2 separate regions of the Hordeum vulgare genome follow, and region 1 is linked to region 2. The links are chromatin contacts, called in public Hi-C maps. All regions are on one chromosome and are shown on one strand. The core of a region is the stretch at or near the end of the contact, and the rest is flanking DNA. Distances in the headings are between cores, read along the strand shown.

Region 1 (4,529 bases), core at 1,856-4,355, 420 kb after region 2:
CGTGAGCTTGGCCTCCAGGAGCGCCAGGTTCTGGCCGATGCACATCCGCGCGCCCAGCCCGAAGGGTATGAAGGCCGTTGGGTGCTTGGCCGCCCGCGCCACGCCCTCCGCAAACCGCGCCGGGTTGAACTGGGTTGCATCCGGCCCCCACAGCCTCGCGTCGTGGTGAACGGCCATGATCGGGATCAGCAGCTCGGTGTCGCGCGGGATGTGGTACCCGCCAAGCACCACGTCGGACTTTGCCCGCCGCACCGTCGCCACCGCCGGAGGGTACAGCCGCAGCGTCTCGTTCAGGATCATGCCGAGCTGTCAGGGGAATCGACAGCACGCGGTCAGGTCACTCACTGCTATCTGGGAGGAGGCTGGTTTGAAATGATGGTGGAAATGTGCGTGTCAGGGTGCCAGGGAACACGTATGTGCTTACAGTCTTGAGCTTGGCGAGCTGCTCGCGGCAGGGGATGTCGTGCGCGCCGCAGACTTGGAGGACCTCCTGCCGGGCACGCTCCTGCCACTCCGGGTGCATGGCGAGCACCACGGTGGTCCACGTCAGGAGGTTCGACGTCGTCTGCTTGCCGGCGAAGAAGAACGTCTTGCACTCCTCCACGATGTCGTTCACGGTGATGGGGCTGACCGGCTGCCCTCTCCTGCCGCCGTTGCTGCCGGCGTTGATCATGAGGCCGAGGAGGTCCTTGGCGCAGCCTTGGAGCCTCTCGTCGTCCGTGGCCTCCTGCCGCCGGCCGATGAGCGTCACCAGGTTCTTCCTGATCTCCTTGTCCAGCTTCCAGGAGCTCGTGTTCTTCTTGGTCGGCAAGAACCTGTATGTGGTAAGCACGTACGAAACAATCTTACTAATGTACATTACAAAAGTAAAAAAAAAATCAGAGTAGTCAATTAATTACAGTGATCGTGGTTAATCAAGTAGGTACCTGTATCCAGGGATGAAGACCTTGCGGAATGCCTCGGAGGCAAAGGCCATGAGCTGCGACTGGAGCTTGAAGACGGCCTTGCCATCCTCGTAGCTCCGACCGAAGGCCGTGCGTGTGATGGCGTCCTCGGTGACGATCTGGAACCAGTCGGACACGTCGATCTCGACCTCGCCGGACGCGGGGTCAGCCATGGCGCCCCACTTGTCCACCATGTCCACCACCGTCTTGCCGATGAAGGGCAGCAGCATCTGCGGCGTGGCCATGCACGTCAGCAGCAACCAACTACAACATCACCCGCCATAATGCCCAAGGAGGCAAGGGCAGCAGAGCCGTTTTGGTAAAGGAGGGGACCGAGCGACCGACCTTGAGGTTCTCCATGTGGAAGGTGGGCGCGAGCACCCTGCGGTGGTGTGCCCACTTCTCCCCGCGCAGGCTGACGAGCCCCTCCCCCTCGAGCTGCCGCACCATGGGGTGCGACTCGTAGCGGTCGAAGTGCTCGGCGCGCGAGAGAAGGATCTCCCGGATGAGGTCGGGGTCGGCGACGGCGAGCCGCGGCGTCGGGCCGAACCATATGAGGAACGTGGAGCCTGTGAGCAGCAGCAAATTAAGTGGCCGTGAGCGACAAGCAGGCAAGCAAACAAGGGGATCAATGATTGACCAGGGAGGCCATGTTCCGCCACATCAGCATCCACCAGCTGCCAAGGCGGCGAGAAGGCACAGGCTAGCGGGAGAAGACGCTGGCATGGACACGCCATGGGCACAAAAATACACACATAAATACATGCAGCAAGGTTACCGGTACTGCTAATCAAGCTGCAAAAAATGGCAATGCGGCGTGAACGCACAAGGCACCAGCAGAAGACGCTGGCATGGCATGGGTACATACATGTACATATACGTAGAAAATTGCAGGCATAAATATACATACATACATACATACAGCAAGGCGGCAAAAAAATCATGACCCAGGCAAGGCAAGATCAGTCGAGTTTCAAGAAGTAGTAGTAGTACAAGCAGGCAAGCAGAGGAGGAGCAGTGGCAAAGAAGGACTGCGACGGGGCAGCGCAGCAGGAGCAGGGGATGTGGATGCGAATGGGAGTAAATGGGAATGGCGACGGACGGTGGCCGGCCGGGGAAGGGAGGGAGAAAATGAGATGTGTAGGATAGACGACCCCTGGGCGTGGCCACCTAACCGGGCTGCAGCCGGGGGACAGCGATAACGAGAGACAACTACGGCAAACCACTCCGACAAGCCAAGCCCAGGCGCTCGACATGCCACTTAATGCATGTCACTCCGAAGCGGCATTTCGGGAACAAGACGCGCTCGACAGCAGCTGTTGCAAGTTGTTGCCGCTGCCTGCCTGCCCGCCCGCCCCCGCTCTCCTCTCTCTCTGTTGTGCTTGCCGCCGGCGCCGATTCTCCCTTCCCTTGATTTTCCTTGTGAATTTTGGTTTCTTTCCTTGTTCTCTTCATCATTCATATTAAAGATGAAGGGAAAAAGAAGCTTGTTGGGAGGAGATCAAGCAAGCAGAGGAAGAAGCAGAGTGTGCCGAGGAAGACGAAGAAGCAAGGCCATGGGAATATGGTGTATGTGCTTACCGTAGATTTTCTTCCAGTGGTGGTAGAAGGCGAGGACGCGGGGGAGGACGTTGTGGGAGCGGTAGGGTGGCGGCATTGGCTTGGCGGAGGCGGCCACCATGAGCGCCACCATCTCCCTGACGCACCCGATGAAGAAGCGGTAGGGCGGGCCCCTGATCCCCTGCCGCGCGAAGTGCTCCTCCACGCGCCGCGGCCGCCACCACAGCACCTCCATCAGCTTGGCCGCCACGTACGCCACCGCCGCCACCGCCGCCGCCATCCACCACCAACCAGTCATCCGCACCGCACAGCACCAATACCAAGTGTATGTATCTGTATATCCCCTCCTCTCGCCTCAGACACTCACTCGTCTGAGCTGTGCCGTCCGTCCTCACTCCTCAGAGAAGAAGAAAGAAGGAAACAGAGGAGGAGGTCGCGTGAGGTGGCAGGAGTGGAGACGTGGTGTGGTGAGGTGAGAGGAGAGGAGAGAAAACGAGGGTGGATTTATATAGGGGAGCCAGGCTCTGGCTCTGGACCAGCAGTCTCTGTGTATGTGTGTAGTAGGATTAGTATTATCATCGCTGAAACTGAAAGCGTAGGATGGATCCATCCATCGGTTTCGTTCCATTTAATCTAGATAGAAGGTGGGGAGGGAGGGGGCACAAGGGTAAAAGCAGCGTGATGGCAGAGAGCGAGCGAGAGGGACGTGATGTGGAGCGAAGCAGGGCCGGCGCCGTTGGAGCCGCCGTCGCGGGGATTAATGGCGGGGTCAACCCAAATTGGCAACTTTGTTCCCTTTCGTTTTGGCCTTCTCACTTCTCTCTCTCTCTCTCTCTCCAGCCTCACTCAATCCTCGGCCTTTCTCTCTCTCCTGGCCACCTGTAACACCGCACCAGCACTGTTCCATTTTCACCGCTCCGCTGCGAAAATTTGCCAGTGCGGTGCGCGCAGCAGCAGCAGCGGCGCGCTACAGAGAGGATTCTCTTCTCAGCATCCTCGCCTCTGATGACATGCTGCCGTGCCATCCGTCCTCACACGTACTCACATGTACTCCGTTCGTTCCTAGAGCAACTCCACCCAATAGATTTCGTTCGTTTGGGTCGCCTGCCGACTTTGCGTCCTTTAGGTTTATGATTTGGATGCAGCGTGTCCAACACATCGACTCATATTTATCTGTGTAACCGGCTAACCATCGATTTTCAACAAATACAAACAGTTTGCATATTTTTCAAAAACAAATGATATAGGATAGTTTCACAATAGAAAATAAAATATAGCAAAGTTTTACAAGCCCAATAAAAATTAAACTGTCTACAAAATACACTTATTGATTGCCAACATGATCCCACATATGCTCAACCAAACCATCTTGCAATTGAATATGAGTATTCAAATCACGCATTTCATGATAAAATTGGATGAACTGTGCAAACGATGCCGCTTCTCGCCATGCCGAGGCATCTATTGTCATCCCGAGACTCAAACCCTTGATCATGGAGACGTTCCGGACGCTCATCCTCTGCATGATCACACAAGCAGTCATCACTTCTCACAACTGCTTGGTGCTCCAAGTTCTAGCAGGGTACCGAACTATGCCTCATCGAGATTGCAGAACACCAAAGACACGCTCGACATCCTTCCTAGCACTCTCTTGCTCTTGGGCAAATTTTTTCCTCTCCTCTCCAACAGGGTTGGAGAATGTCTTCACAATAGTGGTTCACCGTGGATAGATTTCGTCAGCTAAATAGTATTCTTTGTTGTAGTTGTGATCGTTGATGTTAACATTGATGGTCGGGCTATTGCCTTCGGCGAGCCTTGCAAACACCGGCGATCGTTGAAGCACGTTGATATCATTGTGCGATCCCAAAGAAAGAATGCCAGATCCAGAGATCTTGAGAGGCCACGGCCTCAAGTATGGCAATGCAAGCCTTGCCATGGCCCTTGTAATGGCCTTGCCAAGCAGAAGGGCAGTTCTTCCACACCTAGTGCATGCAATCTATGCTGCCAAGCATCCATGAGAAGCTC
Region 2 (4,602 bases), core at 973-3,472:
CCTGCATATCAGAATTCATACCTTAGGTACCCTGAAGCAAAAAACTGGTGCATTGCAAGCTTATTACCAGAATCTATATCCAGTTTTTTGGACCAACCTACATGGACGAGAACGCGACATCTTGGAATGGTCCAGTGACCAATCATCAGATTATTTTCGGATGCACACATTAGAGGAGAGGAAATAGAATGGACAAACAAATAGATGGTGCCACTGGTGCTTGTGAAGCTATGCAGAGAAGACGAGAGAGATGATAGCCCAAAAAATGGGATGTGTCCAGGCCCTGCGGGCCTGCATTAGCCCATCGGTGTTTATTCCTAGGGCTATTATCAAGTTTGTTGAAATCGTTTCTGAAAGTTTCAATGGGGACACAAGACAAAGATGTTACTCTGTAAGGTCTTAGTACTGTCAGTGCTAGCGATGGATGACATGCATTATCTATTTGTGGGCAACAACCTAAACCCCATTATGAGGTGCACCATATCTTTTTCTTGCCTCTGCTATATGTAACTTGTAGGGCCGTTACCCTATTTTTCCTTTTTGTTACAATATTTAGTTTTGTACCATTGATGTGAACTTTGGCTACTGCAGCATGGAACAACTGTACCGCAAGACATTGTACATATTTGGTGGAAGTCGCAATGGGCATTATCTTAGTGACCTTTAGGTTTGTGAAGCTAATGTGATAATGCATCATGTCATATAATTATGCATCCTACTTTAGTGTTAGCTCATACATGGGGCTATATGAGCAAATTCTTGCAAAAAAAATCTATTTGTTTGAGATAGCAATAGTACAAGATGAATACCGACGTTACAATATGTTTTCATTGGTATGATATTTTCATAAAATTACTTTTAAACTTACTAGCTTTTCTGTATGCATTACTTTCCCTTCATGTGGTAAGGGCTGGATAAATGGAGTCAAATAATTAAATTCTGGACAAAGAGAAATGCAATGTTTGTTCCCTTAAAATAGGTTATGTGTCTGCCTACCTAAAATTGCAATGTTTGTTCCCTGGACTAAGAGAAATGCAATGTTTGTTCCATGGACATTGAAATTCAACAGAACTTCATCTTTTTATTATTATGTGCCTGGCTACCTAAAAAAAGATTCAACCAAATGGTTACAATTGCAACACTTTACATCACTTAATAGGTACCACTTGATTTTAAAATTATGTGTCTTGACTACCTAAAAAAAGTAATGGTGGTCTAGCTTTTGAGGTTTTGAGGCAACCTAACAAACATTACCATTATTTCGACAAAGTAAAAGTTACTTCTTTATTGAAATATATTTTATCGTGGTTGTAGGATTTTTCACTTATTCTGTTTCTGTCATCTCTACATTTGGTGTTTTGATGTGTCTCAGATTTTGTGTCTCATCATCAAAAGATACGTACACTAAGCATTGGAGTTTGAATGGGACACATTTGACGTGAGAGGAAGATATGTCTCTCATGCAACGAGGGGTGGGTTGTCGGTGCGGTAGCTCAAGATACTGTACAAGTTATAACATACTCCCTTTGTTCACATATATAAGATATTTTAAATATTTCAATGCGGCCTACATAAGGATTGAAATGAGTAGATTTGGTCTATCAAGTTATGACATCTTATATTTGTGAATAGAGAGAGTAGATTTCATCTATCAAGTTTGACCAAATTATGGATCTTAATGTTTGCTTGGCTTTCACCACTTATTAATGGCTTTGTTCGCAGGTTTTTAATGTTATTTAGTACAATAGATACCTTATTTTTACTCTTTTTTGTCATGGTACGTTATGTGGCTTGGGATGGGTAGTAGAAAGACCCTAACCTGTCTCACTAGATGAGGGCAAAAGAAGAAAATGTTCCATGGAGAGGAAGAGTGGGTGGTGCTTGGTTGTTGTGGAAAGATAAAACCGGAAAATAATATCAATATTTGACATGACACATTTATAAACCAGAGGCATGCATTGCTTGGCATCTGTGTTTATTTTTTTATCATTTCATTAATATCTAGCATCTTTATATTGTCCCATGACAACGCATGGATATTCAACTAGTTTTTAAAATAAAAATGAGAATGGACGTGACCGAATCGAGGGGACTAGGGCAAAGCAGCCGCTCGGTGTGGGCGGCTGACCCTGACCTCACCTCACCTCACCCTCCCGAAGCGTTTTTCCTCGCTCGCTCGCTCATCCCCTCAAAAAGGCCCAAACACTGTCGCGCACAGCTGCGCTCTCGTCTCGCCCTCCCTCCCTCCCTCTCTCTTGCGGCGCCCGCAGGCCGCAGGCAATTCGGCGGCGGCGTTCCGAGAGCGGCCGGCACCGGCCGATCTGCAGGTGCGTCTCCTCCTCCTCCAACATCCCCACCCCTATCCCTGCAAGCTGACCCGAGCGCCACCGCCGACGCCTCGTCAATCACCCGGCCAAACCCCGCGCGCGTCGCTCTTCCCTTTCCGCCTCATTTCCCGCCCCGCCGTCTCCGCCCCGTTCCTCAATCCTAGACATCGGTTGCGGAGGCATGAACATTTCGGCCATTTCATCCAGTGATGATTTAACCATCACAAATTCTGGCGCGCTGCGCACCGTCCAGATCCGCCCCTGCAAGTAGTTCGTTGCCGAGGAACCCTAGCTTGCTCGAGCAATGGGGCCGTGTTTTTCGCCTTTCGTTTACCGTGAGGAATCCGTATTAGTTTCTTTTTTTGACCAGCAGCTTCTAATCCCGCGCATATGGAATCCATTCCGCTCTGGCCGCTGTCCTGTTCCGTGAGAAAAATGGAAAGACGATGCCGCCGCTAATTCCACCATGTTCCTGGTCATTTTAGGGTTTTTTCAGCAATTTCTAAATCTCGCGTAATTGTGGGTTCAATTAGGTCCGCCCCGCTTACGGTTCTTGCTTGGTCTGTGACCGCGCGCTAGGTTGATGGATTTTATATCGGTGGGTGGGTTTTGTGAACGCCAAAAGAAATGGCTTTTGGCGCGTTTGCCCCCCTGCCCTAGGTTGGCAGAGTCAATTTTAGGGATTCAACGTCCTCTCATCTCACTTTAGATCTCGCTTATGAATTCCATCCTGTTCTGGGCTTCTGTCTGCTGCCCTGTTACTTGAGGTAAGAAGATATTATGTCTGATTCTGGCGCTAGTTCTGCCGTGTTCCTGGCCCTAGTATTTCAGTGCCAGCAGTGCAATCGAGTTGAAGTTGTTGGAGGACACAAGTTGAGATGAAATTAGACATAAAACTGCACAATATCTTGTTCATGGCGCAATTACTCGCCTAGCATGATAAAAATGATGTACTTTGAATCAAATGTTTCAGGCTTCTTCCTTCTTCCATCTGTTGCTCATTTCCCCCCTGCTGTCTCCACTCTGTCCGCAATCTTAGACCAGATTTTGGAGGTATGACAAATTAGTCATCTCATCCAGTAATAATTTTAATCGCAAACTAACCTGCACAAATTCTGGGTGTGCACCATCCAGATCCCCCCCTCTAGTTTGTTGGTGAGGAACCTAGCTTGCTTGAACAATCTGGCCATCCTTTTTGCCTTTTATTTAGCGTGAGCAATCCAGATTAGTTTTTTTTGAGCAACTTCTAATCTCGCATATTAATTCCATTCCATTCTGGCCGCTGTCCTGTTCTGTGAGAAAAATGGGAAGAAGATGCTTTGTCCACCCTGGTGCTAATCGTACCCTGTTCCTGGTCATTTTGTCCGCCCTGATGGGTCCCAGTTTTACAATGACTAAACTGGATGATAGCTCCTCCCTCTGTCCCATAATGAGCTATTATATTATGGGACGGAGGGAGTAGAATTTAGTTCAAAAATTTGTTACAAATATGTTCCTGTTTATACAATCCCATACCACCGACGTGTCCCCTAGACTGACGCCATTCCTTGAAATTTTTATCACTTGCTTCCTATAACATACTGTGTATTCTGTAATTCATTAGTTTGATTCTCTGGATCGTGATTGGTACACGGCTTGCTGGATGTTCATATTAAGTGTTTACATGCTGGGAAGAGTTTCTTTCTTTTGTCTCGAGAAATGATCGGATCTGTTTGGACCCAAACATTTTGGTCAAGACCATCATAAAAGGACATCTTCATTACATTAAATGACTTGCTGTACCCCAAGCTTATTGTAAACCATGCAACCCAAGTATCCAATTTTTTTATTGTACTATCTAGCTTTTAAAAGGAAAAAGTAACTAATATGTTCTGACCGATTCTAATATTTCCTGGCAGCGCCTTGTGTTGAAGACTTCGAGACCTTCCTGCTATATTTGCATTAGTCTTGGTTCACATTGAAGGATTCCTTGACATTTTGAGGTAAAATGAGTGGTGCTCCAAAAAGATTGCATGAGGAGGGTAGCCACTCTACACCTGCGAAACGGCCTTTGGACGAGAGCAGCGTGTATCCGAGCCCTTCTGGGAAACTCATTCAACCAGGCAGTAGTGATTTCCATGGTTCTTTTGAACATGATGTAAGATTTGCCAAAATACCGCGTGTTGAGTCGCGTGATGACAAGAGACCATCGCTGACACATCGGATGCCTGTTGCCTCCTCCAACTTTGTAGACCACACAATCCCATCTGACAGCAGATTAGAATCAAAACAAAAC

The links. A called contact is a pair of places that touch in the nucleus more often than the background predicts.
Region 1: a Hi-C map of leaf shows a contact between it and region 2, with 4 times the contacts expected there. The contact joins the promoter of LOC123443033 here to the promoter of LOC123443032 in region 2. A contact is called at or near these places in 5 of 6 Hi-C or Micro-C datasets (leaf, seedling and an unstated tissue) and 1 of 1 datasets of contacts at active chromatin or transcription factors (embryo).

Annotation. Positions count from the first base shown.
Region 1 is chr3H:75,579,337-75,583,865 of MorexV3_pseudomolecules_assembly, forward strand. It overlaps LOC123443033 (cytochrome P450 734A6-like), which reads right to left and starts at 3,106. Exons shown (of 5, transcript XM_045119257.1): 1 at 2,526-3,106; 2 at 1,290-1,513; 3 at 927-1,174; 4 at 425-815; 5 at 1-306. The coding sequence starts at 2,802.
Region 2 is chr3H:75,158,020-75,162,621 of MorexV3_pseudomolecules_assembly, forward strand. It overlaps LOC123443032 (cylicin-1), which reads left to right and starts at 2,223. Exons shown (of 12, transcript XM_045119256.1): 1 at 2,223-2,327; 2 at 4,226-4,602. The coding sequence starts at 4,315.